Regions from separate parts of the Mus musculus genome. Here regions 2 and 3 are each linked to region 1. The links are chromatin contacts, called in public ChIA-PET and Micro-C maps. All regions are on one chromosome and are shown on one strand. Each heading gives the region's core, a stretch centred on a gene start, on an enhancer-like site or on the middle of the called end of the contact. The rest is flanking DNA. Distances are from core to core; before and after follow the strand shown. Region 1 holds the start of Nfatc3 (nuclear factor of activated T cells, cytoplasmic, calcineurin dependent 3). Region 2 holds the start of Smpd3 (sphingomyelin phosphodiesterase 3, neutral). Region 3 holds the start of Carmil2 (capping protein regulator and myosin 1 linker 2).

Region 1 (3,417 bases), core at 142-2,641:
TTTGCTCGTCTTTTGCTTGGATCTCCAGTTTCTACTACTCCTGTAGCGTGTGGGTGGGTGTTCAATGTCCTCAGAGCTCCTATCACAGCTCTAATCTCTTTGCACAGTAATTATATATTTGCTATTCCTCTCTCTCTCAACCCTGATGGGAGACTATCTCTGTATCTCTGTGTCCCTCATAAGTACTGGTAAAGCCCTGAGCAGGAATAAACCAGTCCAAGATGAATGGCTCACGAGCTCAGAACATTCCTTGCTCTTCTGACCCTAGGCTTAGCCGGGGTCCCCCTGAGGCTCACTTAGTAGCCCAGGAATCACTGAGATGCAGAGATCTTTGCAAGGAGCTTGTGCTTGCTCCATTCTCCCAGGGGCTTTTGTGAGTAGTATCAGACTTGCTGTCGTGGAGGAGGTGGTCACTGGCTTCTCCCAACTCCTTCTCTTAATCATGCGCTAAGTAAACAAGACTGAGTCCCCAGACTCCAAGGGATGGTGTCTTGGGCCATCTCATGTCTCACCGGGGAAGGCAGACTCTTTGAGGTGAAACCAAGATTGAAAGCCGGTTCTTTTTGACAGCGTCACTTCCTATATGTGGGCTTTCCTTGCTCGGGTGTCACAATGCCTTAGTCTCACGGTTATGTACTAAGATGCAGAGGCCAAGAAGGGTACTTTTCTCTGTGTCTGCTCAACTTCCGTCAAGGACCAGACCTGGTCCCTCTGATTTAGGTGAGGCCTAGCTAGAATGCATGGCATCCTCTCCGGGCCGGCTTGAGGGGACAAAGGCACAGCCACTGAGACGGGGCCCCACCCCAGAAGGGTGGCTCTGAATCGACTCCAGACTTGTCTCGCAAGGTTTTCTTCGGCTCCACCCTAACCTACCCAAAAGTTCGAACCAATCCCTGGCCCTCTCCAAGTTACGCCATCGAAGTTGGTATGGAGGGATGCGGGGGATGAGTGGTAACTTTTGAGGTGGTCTAACGAACGTATCCACTCTAAACTCAGCTATAAGTGAAAAGTACCTCTGTGGGGCCAAATATCCGGACACCTATAACCCTGGCGCTCTGCTACCCACTTCCTCGACATGAGCTCCGCCCGATGAGGGGGAAAAAGATAGTCTCCAATTGGCCTACGTGGGTTCCCAATCTAATTAGACAGCGCTATTGGCCCTACCCTGGTCTTGGTTTAGAAACTGCGGAAGAAAGAGAGTTTTAACTACAACTTCCGAGAGGGAGCAGGGCTCTGGCGCTTCTTGCTCACGTGACTTCCTCCTCGCAGAGGACTCACGCGATAGGTCGGTGAGGAGGCGGGGCCCGTGGCTGTCAGCGGGGCCAGCGGCCTATGGGCTGCCCCGTCGGGCGGGAGCGCGGCGAGGGGCGGGGCTGGGCGCGCTGCAGGGCGCGGGAGCGCGCCGGCGGCGGTGGCGGCAGTGGCGGCGACTGTGGGGGTGGGGGGCGGGGAGCCTTGGTTGAGGCGACCGTGGCTTTTCTGCACCCTCGACCGGCGGCGGTGACGGCTCCCGGTGCGGCGGGGCGCTCGGCCAGCTTTCTAGGTCGGAACGGAACGCTCGGCCTCGCGGGCCCCGCCCGGAAAGTTTGCAGTGGAGCCGCGACCTCCTGGCCGGCGCGGCCCAGCATGAAGCGGCGCTGAGGAGCCGCCGCGGCCGCCTGAGGAGGAGGCGCTGCACCCCGGGCCACGCCGATGACTACTGCAAACTGTGGCGCCCACGACGAGCTCGACTTCAAACTCGTCTTCGGCGAGGACGGGGCACCAGCGCCGGTGTCCCAGGTCTCGCGGCCTGCAGGTGGGTGCCGGGCCGGCCGGGACTGTGGAGCGTGCCCTCGCCGCGCTCCCGCCAGCTCGCCTTCCCCTCGGTCCCCCTGGTGCGTGCGGGTGGCGAGGAAAGCCCGATTTAATTTGAGGAGGAGAAGGAGGCGTGTGGTTCGGGGCGACGTGGAAGTGTCTTGGCTGCGAGCGAACTAGTAGGGAACTCGACTCCGAGAGGCCAGTGGCCGGCGGACGCCCGGGCTTTGGAGGCAGAGGTTGTTGGGGCCAAAGCCCCAAGAGGTTTCTGGTTGTCGTAGCTGTGCCAGCGTGGTGCAGAGGAAATGTCTCCGAGAAGTGTAAGCGCACTTCGCTGTCTTTAGGCTAGTTGTAAAATTCTTTATTTGAAAGATGCGTGTTTTCAAATTCCACTTTAAAAAAAAATCTACTTTGCTAGAAGAGCGAGTTCGAGTTAGTGTCCACTTGTGTAAATTTATATTCCATCCACGCTTAGTTTCAAGTATACTATAACGGACCTTTCTGAAAACTGGGTTGTTTTGCTTGGGCAAAGTGTTTCTGGAGATTAAAAAACAAAAACAAAAAAACAAGATACGTTGCCTTTTAAAATTACAGTTCTCCTAGAATGTTCTAGAAGGCATTTTTTAATAATTTTAAAAAAAAAAGCTCTTCTCAGAAGATGTTTTAAAAGATAAGTTGGGAAAGCTGGACACCATAATGCTTGCGGGTCAAACCAGTCAGTAAATAGAAACAGGATGATGACTGGGGACTTAACTCTCTCCTGTGACCTGGTTTGGAATAGTGTGGTTCGTTAAGTTCAGCTTCCCTATTACATATGCAAGAGAACTTAGAAAAAGAAGATGGATAAGAGTATTCATGTTTATTCTTTCCAGTATTAAGTGAATTATTTAAATTTTTTCATAGTATTGTGAGGGCTAATACATTGTTTTCTCAGCGTTGCATTGAATCTCTAGGTGGTACAATACCTTTTAGTTCCTTTTCAGCCTTCGTATACTGTTTTCAACGTAATAAATATAAAGTTAAGAGTTGACTGTAGAGCCGGGGCGTGGTGACGCACGCCTTTAATCCCAGCACTCGGGAGGCCGAGGCAGGCGGATTTCAGAGTGAGTTCCAGGACAGCCAGGGCTACACAGAGAAACCCTGTCTCAAAAAACCAAAACCAAACAAACAAAAAACAAAACAAAACAAAAAACCCAGTTGACTGTATTCATTTCCAGTCCCATTAGCATTATTTTAATCAGCCTTAATGTCGAAGATACTAGTGGATACTCACTGGGTAGTGTATACTGATGCAGGCTCCTGCTCCTGATGAAAATTGGGAAACAGATGAGACACAGCTCAAACAGCTATTACTCGGCAAACTAAATTGTCATAAATTTTATATATAAAATAGAAAAATGGGGTTTATGGAGCTGATGGCATTGAGTTGCACTTAGGTTATGGAAATTGAAAAAATAAAACAACTTGTTTGAGTGAATTTGTAGAAAACAAGTTTGCAATTGGATTTGTAGTTGAAATTCCCAAAGATAAGCATGAACAGTTTTGCCAGAAGCCGACTTTAAAACGTTCTGGGCGGTTTTCTCGCCCCCCCCCCAACCCCACCTTTTGTTTTTTCTATCATTT
Region 2 (3,031 bases), core at 513-3,012, 280 kb after region 1:
CCCCAGCCATATGCATAGCCTCACCACAGCAAGGCACACGCGTGAATACTGGAGCATGGACAGACACATTCATCCAGTCACATTTTCACTCACGCTCTGCCCCACACACCACTATCAATAAAAATCACATCTAGCCACAAAACCAAATTTGTCCTAATATAGCTGATAGGGCATGAGGTTGAATGGGTTTAGTCAGCATGCTTCTTCAGATCCCCTCAACTGCAAGGTAGAGTCCCTGGTCATCCCTGTCCTCGTGGTCACAAGTCCTGCCTCTAGTAACCATCAATCCCATCGCATTCTTGGGGCAGGACTGGCAGTGGGGTTGGAAGGTGGGGACAGAGAAGAGTGTATGGCACAGGACCCAGCACAGCACAGCCACCTCCTCCCTCGGGATTTTCCATCCCGGCTCGCGCGGGCCCGCGAGGAGCGAGCGCGCTTTGTCTCTCTCGCTCTCTCTTCTCCTAGCACGTTTCCGTGGAAGCTACCCGTGCCGCGCCCGAAGCCCCCCTTCCTCAGCCGCGCCCCTCGCGCAGTCCAGCCCTGCACGCCTGCCAGTGCCGCCACCGCCGCTTTGTCCTCCCGTGGATGCCTGGGCAGAGCGCGAAAGCCGGGCACCTGAGAGCAACCCCTGCTCGCAGGGTACCAGATCTCGGCGTCCAGATCTGGAGCGCGCTCGGCATGCAGCGGAGCATCCCTCCAGGATCCGCGAACGCGGAGGAGCTGCGGGTTGCTGGAGAGGGAGACCACTGGGTCCTTTCCCTCAGGTGCCCATCTAGACTCTTAGCCGTGGTGCTGGAGCTCTAATTCCCGGGGTGTGGCGGAGCAAGAGAGATGATCTCCACTCTCTACTGCCTGGGACCTGGATCTAGGTGGAGAGGGCCTGGGAAATAAGATCCAGGTAGGGAGGGGTACCTCAGACTCTCACTTCTACCCACCTCCCACACCCAGGCTATTCAGACCTTAGGTGCGGCTCCATCACAGAAGACCCAAGCATCCATCAGTGCTTGGAGCAGGGTGGGGAGGAGTCCTGCAGCCCTTCACTTTCTCCATTCCCAAAAACAAATATCCCACAAAGAACCCAACTGTGAGCAAGTCATAAGGGGAGAGCCTGGATGTAAAGGAGGGCAAAGGGAAGGGTCTCCCTAACAACTCGAAACCTAGGAGAGTCTAAGAGGAGGGGAGGTGTCTCATCAGTCACATCCCAATCCCTGTTTGCAGCCTGTTTGCAGCCTCGAGCTGGGGTGTTGTAAGGAAGGGTCCCTCTATCTCCAAACCTCTCATCCCAGAACAGTCCCTCCATCCTCAACAACCCAAGCAGCCTTGACTTTAGGCGCAGGAAAAGGGAGACTCCAAGCCTTTTTCACGCTCTCCTACGAGAGACCAGAGAGGGTCTTCCAGCCCTTCATCCCTTACACTCAAGAAGCTCTTTCACCATACGACAAAACCCAGCCGAGGTTGCTCCGACCTCAGGCCCTGGGCCACGAAGAGGCCCGCAGTCAGTCCCTCCAGCTCCACGGACAGATGGTGTTAAGTGCGGCGAGGACACGTCCCATCAACTCCCCAGGCCCCCCTCTCCTCAATAAAACAAAAGCAAGTCCTTAGCACCCACCTCAGGTGGCGCACAGGAGGGCGCTCGGTGCGGGGCAGCGCACGCGGCGCCTCCCAGCTCCTCGCGACCGGGGCTTCCTAGAGACGGCTCTCGCGGCGGCGATGGTTACAGCGACCGCGGCTCTGGCATCCGGAGCCTCCCTCGGACTCAGCACCTGGAGCGGCGAACAGCTCCGCGCCTCATTCCGCTGACCCCGCCTCCCGCGAGCTGCTCTGGCCAATGGAGACGCAGGATCCGCCCAGGAGGTTGCCTATTGGGAGGTTCCGGTCCCTCCGTTGGGACCTCGCCCCCAGAGACCGCCCAAGTGTTTGCTCTGCCTGCTGGAACATGTAGTCTCTTAGGGCTGTGGAGTGGGCTCGTGCCGCGGGCTTGTAAACAAATGGACTACATTTCCCAGAGTGCATTGAGGAGCCCTAGGCGCGGAGGAGGGTGGGAGGACTGTTTCCATAGCAAACTCAGCCCCTTGGGGAATGGGGGATGGGGAAGTGGGGCAGGCCTTGGGACCCTTGCAAGACCACATGTGATCTGTGGTTAGCGTCTTGGAAGACGGATTCGGTTATCTTTTTCTCTCTGTTTCTACTTGAGGACCCTGGGCCTCAGTTTCCCTGTCTAGGAAGAAAGGTAACGAGACGGCCTCGCTGCAACACTCGGTGGAGCCAATCGAGAGCGAGACGCTTTGGTTCCTCCCCACCAGAGATAAAGGATACTGGAGGAGACCTTCACACCTCAATCTGAACTTTTATATTTTTTCCTTAATTCTGACACTGAAGGTTTGTTTGTTTTTTTTGTTTTGTTTTGTTTTTTTGTTTTTTTTTTTTTGTTTTTTTTCTTCTGGCCACATTCCTTGCGCCACTAGGACCTTTCCTTCTTGTCCCCACATTTTTGCAGTCTCTCCTTCAGTACTTTCTGGTAGAGTGAGCTGCTTCTGCCTAAAACCTTTCACAGGCTTCCTCGGGCCTCTGGGATCAAATCCACTTTTCACAGCAAAGCTGGAAAGTCCCTTGAGAATTGGACTCCACTCTCGTTTGCATCGTTCTGAACTTTGGAAACTGGCAAGCCTTGAGTACTGATTTTTCTCTCTTCCTCTGATCCCCTCCATCATGCCGTCCTCCAACTCCTCAACATCCTTTAAGCCCCAGTTTAAATGTTGCCTTGATGTGTGACGACTTCCTTGATGTTCTGCCGAGTGTTGCACATCTTCTGTGTCTGTCAGCCTCTACTTCCCCTATTTGATTTGCATGTTTACACACCCAGCTTCCTCATGAAACTAAACTTATAAAGCAGAGGCAAGTCCTGTATTATTCATATTTATAGTTCCGTGTCTACAACCTCTGACATACAGGAGGCACTCAACAAATGCTGAGATTTACCTATAGTTATTGAAAATGAACAGCGGTTTATCTGATTTCAGCATACACCTTC
Region 3 (3,178 bases), core at 580-3,079, 370 kb before region 1:
CCAAAAGACTAGTGAGGTTAGGTGTCAAGAAAAACTCATTTACTTTGCTTTCAAAACCCACATTCTTCACAATAACGTGCACGAGAGTAAATTTTGTCACCCTATAAGTCATTTGTGACTTCAGATGGCCTTAGAGTTAAATTTCAGGCTCGGGCTAAGAGGCATAGGGGCCTTCTGGTTCTGCAGCTCTTTTGTATCAGCTCCAGCGAGGCCGTCCCTGTCGGCCTTTATATGTCATACCATATACTTGCCTAAGTGTCACTGCCTTCCTCCAAGTTGTTTCTCCTTTATATCTACTTTCCACCTTCTATGTTTCGGTGGAAGTTGGCAAGTCGGCAAACATGTTAAAGGGCTGTCGCTTCACAGCACAAGAAATTGAACTCCGGTTTCATGTAGATAAATACTACTGCCATTAGCCATTTTATTTTGAAGACACGGGGTCTCTCTGTGTTGTCCAGGTTAGCCAGAAAGTCCTGGGCTTAACATGAACCAGAGTGACTGGGACTTGGTGGAGAGGGTCCCGCTTAGAGGACACTCCCAAGTCATCCTCTGTCTGGGAAAGGTAGAGATGGGACAGAAGCCTAAGAGATTATAATACATAGTTGCTTCTGCTCTCCAAGACTTTGTCTTTCTCTTTTGCTGAACTGTGGGTAGGGCAGTTAGAAGTGGGATTTAATGAAGTCTGTGGGGTGGGGGTGTGTGGGTAAGATCTGAATCAGCCCCTTTTGTAGGGTAGCATGCTTCTGGCTAGTATACTCATCCCAGCTCTAGGCTCAAGTGAATCCTCCCTGAACTTCAATGCAGACAACCTGAGAACACAAATACCAGCACCAGCCTTCAGTGAGATTCAGGTCATAAATTAGCTACAGATGTTCCCAAAGAGCCCGCATCTAAATGAGAGGAACCTGTTACAAAGGATTATGGCTAATCTGGTTTTTGAGACAAGGACTATAGACCAGAATGACCTCAAACTCAAGAGTCCTCCTGCCTGGACCTCCCAATTAAAAGCAGGCACCAACCATGGTCCAGTCAAAAAGTCTGGCACACCTCTAAAAAGTGCAGCCCAGGCCGGGTGGTGGTGGCGCACGCCTTTAATCTCAGCACTTGGGAGGCAGAGGCAGGTGGATTTCTGAGTTCGAGGCCAGCCTGGTCTATACAAAGTGAGCTCCAGGACAGCCCAGGCTACGCAGAGAAACCCTGTCTCGGGGAGAAAAAAAAAAAAAAAAGGGTGCAGCCCAGCCTCTTTTCTTCCTGCCTGTTTTTACAGTGCTGGGATTACAAATAGGTTGCCAGACTCTTAAATTCGTATCTGAGCAGGGCAGAACCTTGGGTGGTGGGTAATTTTTACTGCACAGAGACACAACTGCTCTGGCTTCCTTTGAGTTACTCCAACCTACCCAACCTGTGTCTTGGGATAGATCAAGTTAGTTAGGCCTTTGGCATCCCCTGGAGGGTGGCGTCCCCTGGTGTTTGCGCCCGGGACTACGGGGCAGGGTGGAAGTAGGGCACCAGGCAAGGGGTGAAAAGGCAAGACCCTCTCCCCTACACACCACACCCATGAGTACCCGAGTACGCGGAAGGAAAAGTCCCTGAGCGACAGCAACAGTCAAGATTCGACCATCCTCCCACAACCTCCCACCCGGGGCGAACTCAGCCAACGAAGCCGGGGCGGGGAGGGGCCGGGCCGGGGGCGGCCTGGCAGGAAGAAGCGCGTACCTTCCGCTGCAGGAGGAGCAGGTGGCTGCACTGCTGCCTGGGCCCCTGGCTTCCTGTGTACGCTCCTGCCGGCTGCTTTTTCCCGCCAGAGCTCATTGGGCCGTCCCGGCCCTATGGCACAGACCCCAGACGACATATCCTGTGAACTGCGAGGTAAGCCCTGGGAGCCCACCTGGCCATGAAGAGCCTGACTCCAAACCAGACCTCTCCTCTCGGCGCCTTAGGGAACTTGACCAGGGGTTTTTGTTCTGGAGGGAGGGCCAGTGCCTAAAAGTCCGCTTCATTTCTTCCTAGCTGATCCACACATGAATACCTGGGCACTCAGTCTAGCACAGACCTTGGGCACAGAGTGGCCCTAATAGAGGAGCCAAAGTCACCCAGTAGACTGTCTTTCCACAGGCGAGATCACCAGGTTCCTGTGGCCCAAGGAGGCGGAGCTGCTGTTGAAAACCTGGCTTCCCCAGGAGGGTGCCGAGCAAAGCCATATCCTGGTATGGTAGCCAGGAGTGAAGCTCAGGACAGTGGCCAGACCCTGCACAAAGAAACTTGATTTCCCTAGAGTATTAGTCTTTTGTCTCCCCCCAGGCACTGCTTCGATGGAGGGCATATTTGCTGCACACCTGCCTTCCCCTGAGGGTGAGTCCCAGGCCGGGCCAACACCCCTTCCCCTTCAGCAAGGGACTGCCTTGCGCAGCTGTCTTCTTTGCCCATGCTGGCTTTTACTTTCCAACAGCAGACAGGAGGGAAGTCTGGGCAGGTCTAGCTCAGGATGCCACAAAATCATGGGCTGTGGAGAGAGGACCTGGGTTCAATTCTCCCACCACCAGGTGGGCTCACAAGTGGTTGGAACTCTAGTTCGAAGGCACCCACCACCGTCTTCTGGCATCTTTGGGAACCAGGCACACAAGAGTGGTACAGAGACAAACATGCCAGCAAACACCCAATAGTACAATTTTTAAATTTTAAGAACAAGCTAGGAGGTGGTGGTGCACGCCTTTAGTCCTGGCACTAGGGAGACAGAGGCAGGCAGGCCTGGTCTACAGAGTGAGCTCCAGGACAGCCAGGTCTACACAGAGAAACCCTGTCTCAGGAAAGAGAAAGAAAGAAAGAAAGAAAGAAAGAAAGAAAGAAAGAAAGAAAGAAAGAAAGAACGAACTAGGCTCAAGAGAGTAGCAACAGTCAGTTGGAATGACTCTGATGCTTTCCAGGTGGACTGTACATTCAGCTACCTGGAGGTCCAGGCCATGGCACTACAGGAAACACCCCCTCGGGTAAGAAAGCTGGACCCCAACTTGAACATACACTCCGCTTGATCATTTATTCCTACACATATCACTCTGAATGGACAGCGCTTCCACCACACAGGGATCCAAAAGGCTCCTCCTTCCCCAGGTCACCTTTGAGCTGGAGTCCCTGCCTGAACTGGTCCTGGAGTTTCCCTGTGTGGCTGCCCTCGAACAGC

The links. A called contact is a pair of places that touch in the nucleus more often than the background predicts. ChIA-PET counts read pairs in DNA pulled down with a chosen protein or histone mark.
Region 2: a contact with region 1 is called in a Micro-C map of embryonic stem cells, with 4 times the contacts expected there. The contact joins the promoter of Smpd3 here to the promoter of Nfatc3 in region 1. A contact is called at or near these places in 2 of 39 promoter capture datasets (cranial neural crest and pre-B cells), 1 of 484 Hi-C or Micro-C datasets (embryonic stem cells) and 1 of 115 datasets of contacts at active chromatin or transcription factors (pancreatic cancer cells).
Region 3: an RNA polymerase II ChIA-PET map of memory CD8 T cells shows a contact between it and region 1, with 797 read pairs. The contact joins the promoter of Carmil2 here to the promoter of Nfatc3 in region 1. A contact is called at or near these places in 11 of 39 promoter capture datasets (the 3T3-L1 cell line, the C10 cell line, cranial neural crest and 6 more), 2 of 484 Hi-C or Micro-C datasets (embryonic stem cells and natural killer cells), 8 of 115 datasets of contacts at active chromatin or transcription factors (astrocytes, bone marrow-derived macrophages, double positive thymocytes and 5 more) and 3 of 9 other capture datasets (adipose tissue, embryonic stem cells and liver).

Annotation. Positions count from the first base shown.
Region 1 is chr8:106,058,199-106,061,615 of GRCm38.p6, forward strand. Nfatc3 (nuclear factor of activated T cells, cytoplasmic, calcineurin dependent 3) reads left to right here and starts at 1,392. Exons shown (of 10, transcript NM_010901.3): 1 at 1,392-1,795. The coding sequence starts at 1,693.
Region 2 is chr8:106,336,203-106,339,233 of GRCm38.p6, forward strand. It overlaps Smpd3 (sphingomyelin phosphodiesterase 3, neutral), which reads right to left and starts at 1,763. Exons shown (of 9, transcript NM_021491.4): 1 at 1,610-1,763.
Region 3 is chr8:105,684,445-105,687,622 of GRCm38.p6, forward strand. It overlaps Carmil2 (capping protein regulator and myosin 1 linker 2), which reads left to right and starts at 1,830. Exons shown (of 39, transcript NM_001357333.1): 1 at 1,830-1,869; 2 at 2,116-2,207; 3 at 2,302-2,352; 4 at 2,925-2,987; 5 at 3,109-3,178. The coding sequence starts at 1,830. Gm33578 (a long non-coding RNA gene) reads right to left here and starts at 1,776. Exons shown (of 2, transcript XR_387987.3): 1 at 1,717-1,776.